Regions from separate parts of the Gossypium arboreum genome. Here region 2 is linked to region 1. Evidence: chromatin contacts called from public Hi-C data. All regions are on one chromosome and are shown on one strand. The core of a region is the stretch at or near the end of the contact, and the rest is flanking DNA. Distances in the headings are between cores, read along the strand shown.

The links. Hi-C and Micro-C count contacts between places; a contact is called where the count stands out from the background.
Region 2: a contact with region 1 is called in a Hi-C map of leaf, with 4 times the contacts expected there. The contact joins the promoter of LOC108465406 here to the promoter of LOC108489154 in region 1. A contact is called at or near these places in 2 of 5 Hi-C or Micro-C datasets (both in leaf).

Annotation. Positions count from the first base shown.
Region 1 is chr10:29,376,651-29,383,235 of ASM2569848v2, reverse strand. It overlaps LOC108489154 (probable serine/threonine-protein kinase PBL1), which reads left to right and starts at 3,055. Exons shown (of 5, transcript XM_017793468.2): 1 at 3,055-3,346; 2 at 4,430-5,100; 3 at 5,250-5,507; 4 at 5,795-5,917; 5 at 6,081-6,585. The coding sequence starts at 4,474.
Region 2 is chr10:29,798,326-29,804,910 of ASM2569848v2, reverse strand. LOC108465406 (non-specific lipid-transfer protein) reads left to right here and starts at 3,126. Exons shown (of 2, transcript XM_017765760.2): 1 at 3,126-3,575; 2 at 3,656-3,875. The coding sequence starts at 3,223. The coding sequence ends at 3,665.

The DNA.
Region 1 (6,585 bases), core at 1,806-4,305:
ATTACCATCATCATTTCATATATTATATCACAACATATTTATTCATTTTGTAAAATAAATATACATATCATTTTTTAAAAAAAAGGTTATCTTCGTTTTGTATAACATATAAAATGTTCAAGAATCAGGTAATATTCATTATTTTGGAATTAGAAAAGTCGTGTTCTTAAGTTACGGAATATGGCTTCTTTCTAAAACCGAGATAATCGAATATCTACTTTAAAATAAATAAATAAATAAAATAAGGTTTTGGCGTTTGTTCTCGTTTTCGAGGATTTAAGACATTGTGTCCTAACTTACGGGACATGATCCTTTTTTTCTCAATTAATTTGAAATAAGTCCTTTTTGTGAAAATTACTTTAATTAGGTAATATCCTAATACAAAAAGGGATTGTGTTTTAAATTCTCTTCAAATTTTCAATTCTCGACACTAAGACATCAAGTAATCAACTAGGTACTAATTTTGGGCGTCACGAGAGTGCTAATCCTTTCTCGTGCATAAACGACTCCCGAACCCATTATCTAAATTTTTGTAGACAAAAAATAGTTGTTTTAGTAAATCAAACATTTGATTAAAATGATCGAATTACAAGGTGATTCTATCACACTTCATAAAAATGATTGGTGGCGACCCCATTTTTGTTTTCAAAATATAAGTCTATTTAAAAAAAAAGTTTCGACATATTTTATTATGATATATGTACTTTGAAAATGTCCAATATAGCACATAAACTATAAATATGGCACATAACTTAAATGGAGAAGATGATGTTTTTCCTTAGGTAAGTTTAATATTTACTTCTTTTATTAACCATATGTTTAATTATTTGATTTTTATGTTTTATTTAGTTTGTTGTGTAATCTTATATTACTCAAATGTACTTATGGTTTGGAAAAAATTTACGTGTCCAATTTTCATTAATTAATTTGATAATTCACTAACAATTTTAGCTCTAAATATCATAGTAAAACACATATTCATAGTTCTGGTTCCATATAGAACATTTTTAAAGTACATGTACCATAATAAAATATATATTGATAGTTTAAGTGCCATATTAAACATTTTAAAAATACAGATGAAATTCCTTGGCTTTCTCCCCGCACACCAAACACATGCAAACGCCATCACAATCTCATTTCAACAAAATCAAGCGAACTGCCAAACCATTGAAACCACAGGAGAGAGTTGCAGCATTGTTTCTCTCTGTGACCCAACCGCATATGCATCACACTCTATGTTGCCATAGGTACTGAATGACAATTAGGTTCTGATCTTTTTGGTGTTTCAACTACCATATATGATATTTATGCCTTCTTTGGACATTGGTATGAAAATGTAATCTTCTAATAAATTTTCAAATTTTAAGAAGATTTTAAATGTATCTCATATCAAACATATATTCATTCCACACTCACAATCTAATTTGAGTATTGTTGGGCAAATGTGGTGTTGTGTATATTATATACATATAAAACAAATTTTAAAATAAATATAATTATATACACTATTATTAATTTTTTTTGCTAAATGCTCAAATTAAGGCATAACTTTTTAGGGTTACTCATATAAAGGTCAAATATTTTAAAATGGTCATATAAAGGCTAAATCTCTATGAAAATACTCAAATAAAGGTTTTTTACGCACTAAACCTTAGTTTGTGGGAAAAATTAGATGGATGCTAATGTGTTTAAAATGGAACACATGACAACTGAATTATATATTACTCAAAAATAAAATAAAAGAAAATACAAAATATGAAAAAATATAAACTGTTTTAAAGCCTTTATTTGAACACTTTTGAAAAGGTTTGGTATTTATTTGACCATTTTTAAAAGTTTACCCTCATTCAAGCACATTTGAAAAGGTTCGGTTCTTATTGGAACAAAAGTTTGACCCACAATTTGAGCATTTAACCTAGGATAAACTACACCCAAGATCGCAAAACTATTAGTTACTTTACGTTTTTGGTCACAAACTTTAAAAAGTTACAAAATGGTCAGTGAGCTATCCAAAAGTTTTTATTTAAGTCATTGAGTTGTTAAGGTTTTTTTTTTTTTAAATCTGACTAGTGAACTTTAAGTGAAGATTTGACAATTAGTATGATAGATTAGTTAGTACTCATTGACAAGTGCAAGTTGATCTGACAATCAATGTCAAAAATCGGAGAAGAAAGCTGTTTGGATTTTGATTTGTATATTCGTGCCATTTAAAGTTGTTTCATAAAAAAAAACTAAATTGTAGAAAAAAAAAGAGAAGAAAAAGAGCTTTCAATTGGTGCAGACAGTCCAAACAAACTTAAATGAGAACTTTGAATAATTCAATGACCATTCTGTAACTTTTTAAAGTTAAATGACTAAAACACAAACTTACTAATAAATAGTTTTTTAAATAATAATTGTGAAATTTATAGCTTGGGAGAAGAGGATGAGGCATGGATCCAACCGGAAGCCAAATTGGGCTAATGTTAAAAAAATCCAAGAGTAGCAGTGAAAGCGGGCCCAGGTTCGACCCAGCAGGATTTTGTTTTGGGGCGCGTGTGCAGCCACCAGGTTAGGCAAAGCAAAGGACAAAGTGGTAGGGTCCCACATAGCCTTTATTTGTATTCAAAAGAAAAGATCTTTGAAACCCACAATGAATCGGACGGTCACAGTTGATAGTTAAATGCCTATCTTGAAAGGTCACTTTGACCACACCCCTCTTTTTTTTATCAATATAAAAAGGAACTAATTTTCTAAACTTTGACTGTCCAGTCACATCAATCGATGGGCTCCTTCGTTGAAAATCTAGCTGCTGCACTCTTCATTTTACCCTTTTACCCACCGTTCTTTCTACATTTTCCCTCCCTTACCTAACTAACATAATCTTATTTACTTTCGCTTTCATTCTCAAAACACTTCTTTTTTCAATGGTCAAACGAATGAGAATCCCACAACAAATATGCTTGGAAATTTTGTGGTAAAGAGAAGGATAAAAGTGTCAAAGTACAAAAATTGAGAAGGCGTGTATTTCTTGTTGAAAGAAATTTTAAAATAAAATATTAACTGTTAATTAACATCCGGGTTTTGGTTGGTTTGACCATTGCTGCTGTCTTTTTCTCTCTATTCAATTTAAAAAAAAAAAAGAATTTCTTCTTCCTAATAATAATAATAATATTCTACTCATCTTTTGCCTACTTTTTTTTTTCCTCTCAAAACCTCTATCACAGTGAACAACTTTTCTCTCCATTACCTTTCTTTGACTTGCAAAGTTGTTCTCCTCAAACTAACCAAACAAGGGATTCTGGGTTTTCAGCTTTCTCTGTTTTCCTACTCTCTTTCACCTTTGCATGACCTGCTTTCATAGGTTTGATTCTCACCCTTTTTTAATTTTTTTTCTGCTGAAAACCATTGAAATTTCGTTAATGATTTCTGGGTGTGTTTTGTTTGAAAGTTGTGTTTTCGCTAGAATTATTTCAATTCTTTTATATTAGTCATGCAGATAAGAATATTCTTAATAGTGGATTAGTGGATGTGCAATTTATGGTTTTTTTTTCCTATTTTCGGTTTTGGATTATTTTGGATCTGTGGTTGAATTTTGTAAACCCAGATGCTGGTTGACGAATTTTCTTCTTTTTTTTTTTTTAAATTATGTTTGCATAATTGTGTCTATGCTGATTTGGACCATGAAATGGTTTGCTGAACAAATGACTTTTTTCTTTTTGTTAAAAGAAAATGAACTTCCCCTGCAAATCTCTAGTTTGCATTGTGCATGTGTTTGGTGTTTCTTTTTTTTTTCCCCTCTCTTTTTATGCATCCATGGTGATAATTTATTACTAAATATGCACTTGAAAGTTATAACCGGCTCGTCAGCATATTCACTGAATTATTTTAGAGTTTATGGAATTTGATCTCTTGACCCATGTTGACGTTTGTTGTAATTGTTTATAAAAGATTTGAACTCTGGGCACCGGACACTTTTGTTTGAGCTAGGTTTTGCTAGGTGGGCTTTTATTCATCTGCCATATAATCTTTGCGATTACTAAATTGAAGATAAGGGAAGGGGTTTTTGTTTGGGGGAAGGAATTGATGTAAATTACAATGCGATCTTTGTGTAGATATCTGTTTGAACATGTTTTCTTACATATGATTTTATCTTAACCACTTTATGCAACTTTTATTCAATATATGCAGTCCTTCGTTTCATCATAATGAGACGTCCAATGGCTGGAATATTGTAGTTTAGGCAATGAAGATTTGAGATAATTAATATTGTTGGTGGTATGGATTGTTTATCTGATATTACAAGACAAAAATGATACCCCGGTCCTCTTTTGTCCTTTTTGCACCTTGTTCCTATGTTGCGATGAGTAGATTTTTGCATTATTTATGTTCTAGCCGATTCAAAGCTTCTGTTGATTTGTGTGCTTTCTTCTTTGTCCTCTTGCAGAAACATAAAAGTCCGAAATACGATTTAGGTTGTTTGTATATAAGATGGGGTGTTTTACAGTTTTGAGAAGCAACAAGAAAAAGCCCAAGCAGTCAGTTTTTGTAAAACACATTGCTCATAAAGAGCATATTCCTACCATGCTGCCTGAGCCCCAAATTCAGACCCGATCACTGCAATCTGCACCCCCAAGTTTTATAACCAGAGTAAAACCAATTCAATCTAATAACAAGGCAAGCTGCTATAGGACACGTGCATTATCTGCTCCATCAAGTCTTGATGCTGCCGAGCAAGATGAGCTTGCGTCAGTTGAATTTGAAGAACAAGAAGAGTCGAAGAGTCGTGTTGGTTTAGTCAAGGAACAGAAGTCATCAAGTCCACAGCCTCTTCCACTTCCATCTCCCCACAGTACTGCACTGAAGACAATGGGAAGTTTTAAAGCAGGGAATGTTAGTGGCCCTCTTTTTGCTTCGGGACCATTACCCCTGCCTCCCTCTGGAACACTACGTAACTTCGCCTATGAAGAAATTGCAGCTGCTTGCCATCATTTCTCTTCCGATCGATGCACATCTGAGGGTCTATCTTCTGTTATGTACAAGGCATCCTTCGGAGATGACACATCAAGTACAAAGAAGTTTGAAGCTACTGTTACTCGCCTTCACCCATCCACTCAGGTACAAAATTTATACGAATGAAATTTTTTTCGCATGATTTTTGTGATCCTTAAATGGTAAGCTATTTTGTTGTTGCCTTTCCCTTAATATTGGAAATGTTTGAAGGTATCGCTTTATAGAGTCTCACTGCTTTATTTCTTTTCCTGTAGGGTTTAAGGGAATTTATAAATGAAGTAAACACTCTTGCATCATTGCAACATCCAAATCTCTGTAAATTGCTTGGATACCATGCACGTGATAATTCAGAACAACGAATGTTGGTCTATGAGAGGTTATTTCATGGAAGCTTAGACCGGCTTTTATATGGGAGATCGGATGGACCGCCACTTGATTGGAATACTCGCATGAAAATTGCTTTATGTTCTGCACAGGGTCTGACTTTCTTGCATGAGGAAGGACCATTTCAGGTATGGTTCAAATTTCTATGTGCGTCTATATTTTCAGATGATAAAACTGAATGACCTGTGTCATTTGCATGTTTGGATTGAGCTTTGATCATGTTTAACGGAGATGACTATTCTGTTTGAAATAAGGTCTCTTATTGATTAGCCCTCTCTGGATATTATGGGTCAATTCCCGTTCTTGCTACATTAGTTTATGTCAATCAGTAACTTTTGGGAATTTGCTTTTACTTTCTAAGTACTATTCTGGTTTTATAAATGCATAAATACTTAAAAGGTTCTATTATATGCAGGCAATGTACAATGAATTTTCGACTGCCAACATACAGATCGACAAGGATTTCAGTGCAAAGCTCTCAGGATATGGGTGCGTTGGTCATATCCCAGAGACAGAAGAGATCTCCAGTAATTCAGTTGTAAGTTACTTTGCCATGTAATTGATCTTTAAGTATTTGATCTATAATTATTGTTGCTTTAAACCACAAACTGTGGTGCACTAAGTTGTCTAGATTTTCATTGTAACTCTCTACATAAATTTTCCTCTTTGGGTTGTTGGGAACTTATTCTCTCTCTACACAGGCTGTGGCAAATATATCCGTAGAGACTCTGGAGAGAGGGCGACTAACTCCAAAGAGCAATGTTTGGAGTTTTGGGATCATTCTACTTGAATTACTCACTGGCCGGAAGAACCTTGACAACCGTCATCCCAAGGAAGAGAGGAACCTAGTGAAGTGGAGCCGGCCATTCCTAGCCGACGATTGTAGATTGTCACTTATCATGGATCCTCAGCTCAAAGGTCGCTTTCCTATGAAAGCTGCCCGTACTGTGGCTGACATTGCACAAAGGTGTCTCCAGATGGACCCATCAGAGAGGCCAACCATGAGAACCATCGTTGAGCATCTCAAAATCATCCAAGACCTGAAATACTCTTGTCGGTTTCCTCTGCAAGATCCAGCAGCAATTGCTGGAAAACAGATGTCAAGGTCACCGAGTCTCAACGGCATCATTACTCCTGCACCCAGGTCAAATTTCTCACCGTCTCCACCATCAAGAGCCCGGATGTCTGTTTCTCCTACAAGACCAC
Region 2 (6,585 bases), core at 1,877-4,376, 420 kb before region 1:
TATGGCCCGCCTTTTTACAATAACCACAATATTTGTGATGATTTCTGGAGTTGGACCTTGCTTTAGACCTATTTTGATTTGTCTTTCTGGTTTATCATTTGCCTCTTACAACTAGAACTGAGGTTTGCCCGTATGATTTTTTGTTTGGGCCTAACTCATTATTGAGTTTATCCTTACTCAGAAGATTCCCCTTCACATCCTCGAACGAGTGATGGTATCTCCTATAAATCAAAGTTTCCCTGAAAGTTTTATAAGAAAAGGGCAAAGAGCATAACAATAACATAGCTTGATCCTTATCACTAATATCTGCTTCGAGATTCTATAAGTCTTTAAAAAGGGTAACAAACTCGCTAATATGAGTTTTGATGGACTCACTTTTAGCCATTCTGAATATGTAGAAATGTTGTTTTAATACTAACCTGTTGGCTAGAGATTTTGTCATATATAAGGTTTCTAGTTTCTTCCATAACATAAACGATGTTTTCTCCTTCAAAACCTTCTATAACACATTATTCGTGAGATATAATTGAATAATGGATAGAGTCTTTTCATCGAGCTCTTCCCATTCTGACTGATCCATATCTATGAGCTTTTTCCCGTAATGACCTTTTTCAGACCGTTCTAAACTAGTATTGTCGTCATTCAAACTTTCCACAAACTAAAATTTACAATTCTTCAAACTTCTCAATATCAAACCTTGACGTTGCCATCACTAAACGGGTTGACTGTAAAAATTAAACTAACTCTGATACCATTTTGTGGGGGAAAAACCCATTAAGCAATGAATAAAGTAAATAAAATAAGAATCAAAAAGATCGAACATGCAAATTTTGCATGGAAAATCTCCTTAAGAGAGGATAAAAACCACGGGCAAAAACAAATTTCACTATAATAAAGGAGAGTACAAAAGATGGAGGAGAGAATTAAAAGAAAACCCGAAGCCCTACAAGAAAAACTCTTCAAAACAAAGAATAAAATTCTCTCAATCTAAATAAATTTTTGTTATGTAAAACCTAGAGTAACTAAGGACTATTTATAGTTGAAATTTGTAGCATATATGACTACAACAACTCTAGCTTAATTAGAGTTTAAGTGGGAAAGTAGAAACAAAGTTTAACTAGGAGAAAAATAAATTTTGGTCAAAATAAGAGGCATTCTTCCACACCTTTCCAAATAACACCTTAAGAGAGTGTCACAAAGTTACCCAATGGAATAGCAAGATACAAAAGCTTAAGATACTCCAAAACAGCAAACAAAGTGAGACCACACTATTGCCTATTTATAGGCTGTCTACAAGTGATTATAAGATAGTGTTTTGATAAGCTTTAAACTCTCCTTTAAAAGTTGAAATTATCAAATTAATTATCTTGAATATTAATCACATAAAAGACTTCATAACCAAGTTTTCCAATAGCTTCAAACACTCTAAAAGGTAAGGATAAGGATAAGTGCCCACCAAATTTCGAACTCCTCTCCTTCCCAGGCTAATCAAATGGATGATAATCATATTCTAATTTACCATGAAATTCTCTTATCATTTGTTGTTAACTAATATTAGAACATAAGCCATTAAAAGTCAAACATGCCAACACCCAAAAATGTTGATTGCTCCAAAAAGCTTGTTCTAATTGTTGTTCAAACAAGTCAGTACAATTTCCAACAAAAATTAATAATAACTAAAAATATTAAAAATAAAAAATATATTTAATAAATGAAAATCAAATAAAACCTAATAAAAAGCTCAACCTTTTGTTAAAAAATCAAATAACTGATAATGTCTAGGATGAGGAGTTATACATTTAAATATATTGTATTATATTATTATGTCGTATATTAAATTAACATTTATAATCTTTTTTTTTAAGGAAAACCGTTAGTCTCATATTTTCGTCTTCTGTTTTTTTTTTCCGGTTAACAACAAAACTAGAAAATACTGCACTTACACATGTATATATGTTGACCATATCTAAGAAATATGTTACTGAATCATGTGAAATTCATTCCCTTGAGCCAAGAAAAAGGAACGTAAAATCATGTGAGTTCACGTGGCAATTAGGTAGAAATTAGACAACTTGTCTATGCTTCAATCATTATGAGGCAAACCAAGACAAGTTCAACTTTTTTTTTATCCTCTCACTGTGAAACCTTTTGCAGGAAGACTTAGGAACAATAGCTAAGCCTAAATCCTGCTAGAATCACAACATATTGTTTTGTTTATTAAAAAAAAAGGATGATATTGGTCTTTGATATGTAAAATTGATCTATACATGCATTGATGTTGAGCAATTTTTGTTTGAGGAGTTAACCGCTACATTATATAGAAGTAATTAACGTCTTGGGGATTTTTTATGCAAAAAATATATACATAAATTTATATGAAAAATACATGGTTAGAAAAAATTGTAAATAAAGCCTTGACATGGTAGGTAAAAGTGGAAGCTATAGGCTTTGAGTAACCATATTCAAGACCCACCGTACACAGTTGAATGTATGGGTTTTAAAGTCCTATTATTAATTGTTATGTGTTGGTTTTAGTTTGATTAATTATATTATAACTTACATTGTTTCTGTTTATAATTTATATTTTATGTAATAGATTGATTTTTGTCTTAATTTTTAGTCTATTTAAATGATATAATTGTTTAATTCTACACTTAATAGTTACTTTTACCTATATTTATATTTTAATTTTTCTGTATTTATAAACTTTAAAAAACATATATTTATATATAGAAAGTTTATGAATAAAATTTCTTTTTTCGAAAAACAATAGAAAGCATACGTATTTAGTATTTGGCAAAAATAAAGTGAGTAATGAAAGATTGAATTAAGGCAAACTATATTTGATAGCATCTTTGATTGGTAAAGCCACCAATATCAGAAAACCGGAAACACTAAGACTAATACGATGCATTAATCAGCGGAGTAGTTCAGCATTAGTGATGAAGATGAAAGTGGTAGATACAAACCTTTTTCAAAGCATTAAACACACTCAACCATAAGCTGAAACATGAAAAAGAAAGAAAGAAACCTTGGCATTGAATTGGGCCAACTACCAACGCCTAACCATATACTATTCGTACGTGTTTCTCAGTTCTTTTCATATCCCTTCACTCAACTTTTGGCTATAAAAACCCTCCTACGCTCAAGCCCTAACCACGACAATCAGCAATAGTACTTCTACTCCAAGCAAGCATTTTCCTTTTCTTGTGATTAATCGATATGGCTAGCTCAATGTCCCTTAAGCTTGCATGTGTGGTGGTGTTGTGCATGGTGGTGGGTGCACCCCTGGCTCAAGGGGCCGTAACCTGTGGTCAAGTCACAAGCTCCCTCGCACCCTGCATTAGTTACTTGAGAGGGACTGGTGCTGGTGCTATTCCCCCAGGTTGCTGCAGCGGCATCAAATCTCTCAACTCCGCCGCCCAAACAACACCAGACCGGCAAGCAGCTTGCAAATGCATCAAAAGTGCGGCCACCGGCATTCGTGGCATCAACTTTGGCCTTGCAAGCGGACTACCAGGCAAGTGCGGTGTCAACATCCCTTACAAGATCAGCCCTAGCACTGACTGCAACAGGTTCGTATGAGTTGTTTCATTGCTCATGCTTATTAATTGCTCAACATTTAATGGTGTGTCTTTTGTTGTTTCATTTGCAGCGTCAAGTGAAATTTTGGCATGGAATGTTCATCAGCTAGTGGAAGCCAAAATAATGATAGCTACAGAATAAAAATGGATGTCTAAAATCCATCCGTAGGGATAGCAGAGGAGTTATCCTAATTTTAGAGTTGTGCGTTGTGTACTAGGTCGCTTTTTGCGACTATGTAATACTATCTTTATCTACAAATTAATATCACTCATTATTTTGTGTTTCTTCTATATGATATTTATCTATATACCCTTCTCTCAAGCATTTTATATCAACATTCACGTGGTCTAATAATAATGAAAATCATGATTACTCAACCCTAAGTTTAATTAAATCAATTTATGCACCGGTTCTGTTCTTTAGTTGCATGTACCGGATGCAATTCCCATTGCAATCTGTTTTGTAATTGAAAGGTTATACAACTTGCTATATATATCGACATATTTTTAATTGAAAAATTTTGGGCTCATTCTTAATTTACTTTAAATCTTTAAAGTGGACTACTCCTTTGGAGACATTTCTTTTTAAATGAAAATATTAGAAATACAATTAAGAGAGATTATTCATCTGATCATGTTGAAACACGGATCAAAGTTCAAAGTTCATGATCATTACGCACAAAACGTCTTACGAAGATTAACTGATTAAACGAGATTTATTATTTGATCCACTTGAGCTTGCCTGACTAGTGGAACACATGGAAAAGTCTATCTACTTAAACCTTTGGAGGTTCAGTGAAACTCTCCAGTAAAATTAGAGTTATCAGAGTAATTAATGTAAAGCCTAAGGGATAAAAATGTATAGAGTTTAAATCTCATAGGACTCTCATCTTATAAATAAGCACTAATATCAGTCGTTGATATAATTTAATCTGTATCATTGGATCTAGGAGAGCTCTACTATAAATAGAGACCTCCTTCATTTGTAATCATCTCATTGTACTCATGAACAAAGCCAAAAATATTTTTTTGGGATAGAATTAAATTGTATATTTTTACAATAGTAAAAATATAATTTCACTATTTTAATAGTTATCTTTATAATTTTAAAGAATTAAATCAAATTTTTATGATGGGGAAAGTGAAATTTTACCATTATTAATTTTAAATTTTATAAATTATAAAGGGATATAAATGAATTTTTTTCTATTTTAGAAGGGAGGTCCCTGCCAGCCCTCTTAGTTTCACCACTAATTGTACTTCATTCCTTCTTGAGTTAAAGAATTTATTGAGAGTATTTACTCAAACACCTTGTATACATCGTTTTCTTATATCTTTTCAATTCTCTTATTGCTCTTTCATTTCAAGTTACTTCCACAATATTTTTTGCTAACATAGAGAATTTTTAGAAAAAATATCACTTTTCGAGGATTAGGTTGACTTAGACAAATTTAACGAAAAGAAATCACTTAAAACCACACGATTTATTTAAATTCTAATCCCATAACAGTAAAGTTTGATATTTGAGTAACTCAACATTTATGTTTCTAAATCAAAATAATGAGATTCACTCCTTACAATAAAATTTCTATGTTGCACCTAATTTACCATTCACAATATGATACTCATAATTAAGATTAATACAATACATGGGTTTGTCATAATGTAATCTGAAATAAGAAAGAAACATTTTTAAATAAATATAATTAGAATCTATTTTATTAGTTCTGAATTTTCAAAGTTTATATTAGTTTAAAACGGTTTTAATAATTCTTAGTTACATATCATTGATTAAACTTTTAAATTTAAATTCAATCGATTCATCTAATATAATTCTAACAACATTAATATATAATTTTTGTATTTTTATAAACACATAATTCTAAATATATAAATTCTTAAGTTGGTGAATTGTTTATTTTACACAATAATTTTATAATAAACTATATGCTAATGAGATAATTTATTTTACTAAATTATCATTAATGCTCCCCGATTAGGAATGTGCATACCAATTTGAATATCATTTGAAGAGATAGCGATTGTTTGTAATAGAGATTTATCGTATAAGTCTCATCATAATTTCATTATCTTAGAATCTAAACACATTTTATACAAAATGTTATTTTAAAATTAAGTGATGTTTTGGTTGAAATAATTAAGTCGAAATTTTAAACTTAAGTTTCAATTTTATTATAGTATTTTTTATTTAAAAATATGAAAAGGCAAAAAATACTCTCTTATTATTTTTTTTTTTGATTTTATATTAAAACTATTTAGTAAATTCTCAATAGAGTTAGTAGCCGGTTGACTCGTGACACCAACTCAAATAAGGCTTAATATAAGTATAAATAGATGAGTAAATTTAGAATAATTATTGTTAATGTAACTGTAAAAATTTACCATTACAGTGTAATGGATTTTAAAGGGTTGATTCTAAAATCTGACTCCAAATTTTCCATCGAGCTTTGCTCTAACAACACACTTAGACGATGGGATCTCTCCAACATTCTCGGTGAAATTAATTTTTTTGCTACAAGTAACCAACGAGGAAAGGGTGGAGGAGAAGAGTCTCGATTCACCTATGATAGGATAAGTTAAGGAGGGAGAGAGCGAGAGAGCTACAGTTGTTGTCTAGGTTTTCAAGGGAGAAAGAGTCGATGCTTGGTTCCTCATGCACCAGAGCTTACATAGGGGATCACCCCTTGTCCTGTAGTGTCGCGTAACTGACAATGTTGTGTCCTACAAGATTGTGCGTGCCAGCCAAGTGACAAGGCCGTCATAGGTCAATTGTCATTATATAGTGTATTGTGTGATCCTACTCTAACATTCTTGTCTTTGGGGTTGTACGAGGCTATTACGCTTTAGTGGTCCTCACAGAGGTGCGTAACGGGCTATCTCTAGGTAGTTTAGATAGGGTTCATGGGAGGTCATTTGTGAGCAATCCTAAGCGAAGGATCGCTACGAATGGTTCTTAACGAAGAGTCATACGCAAACCGCT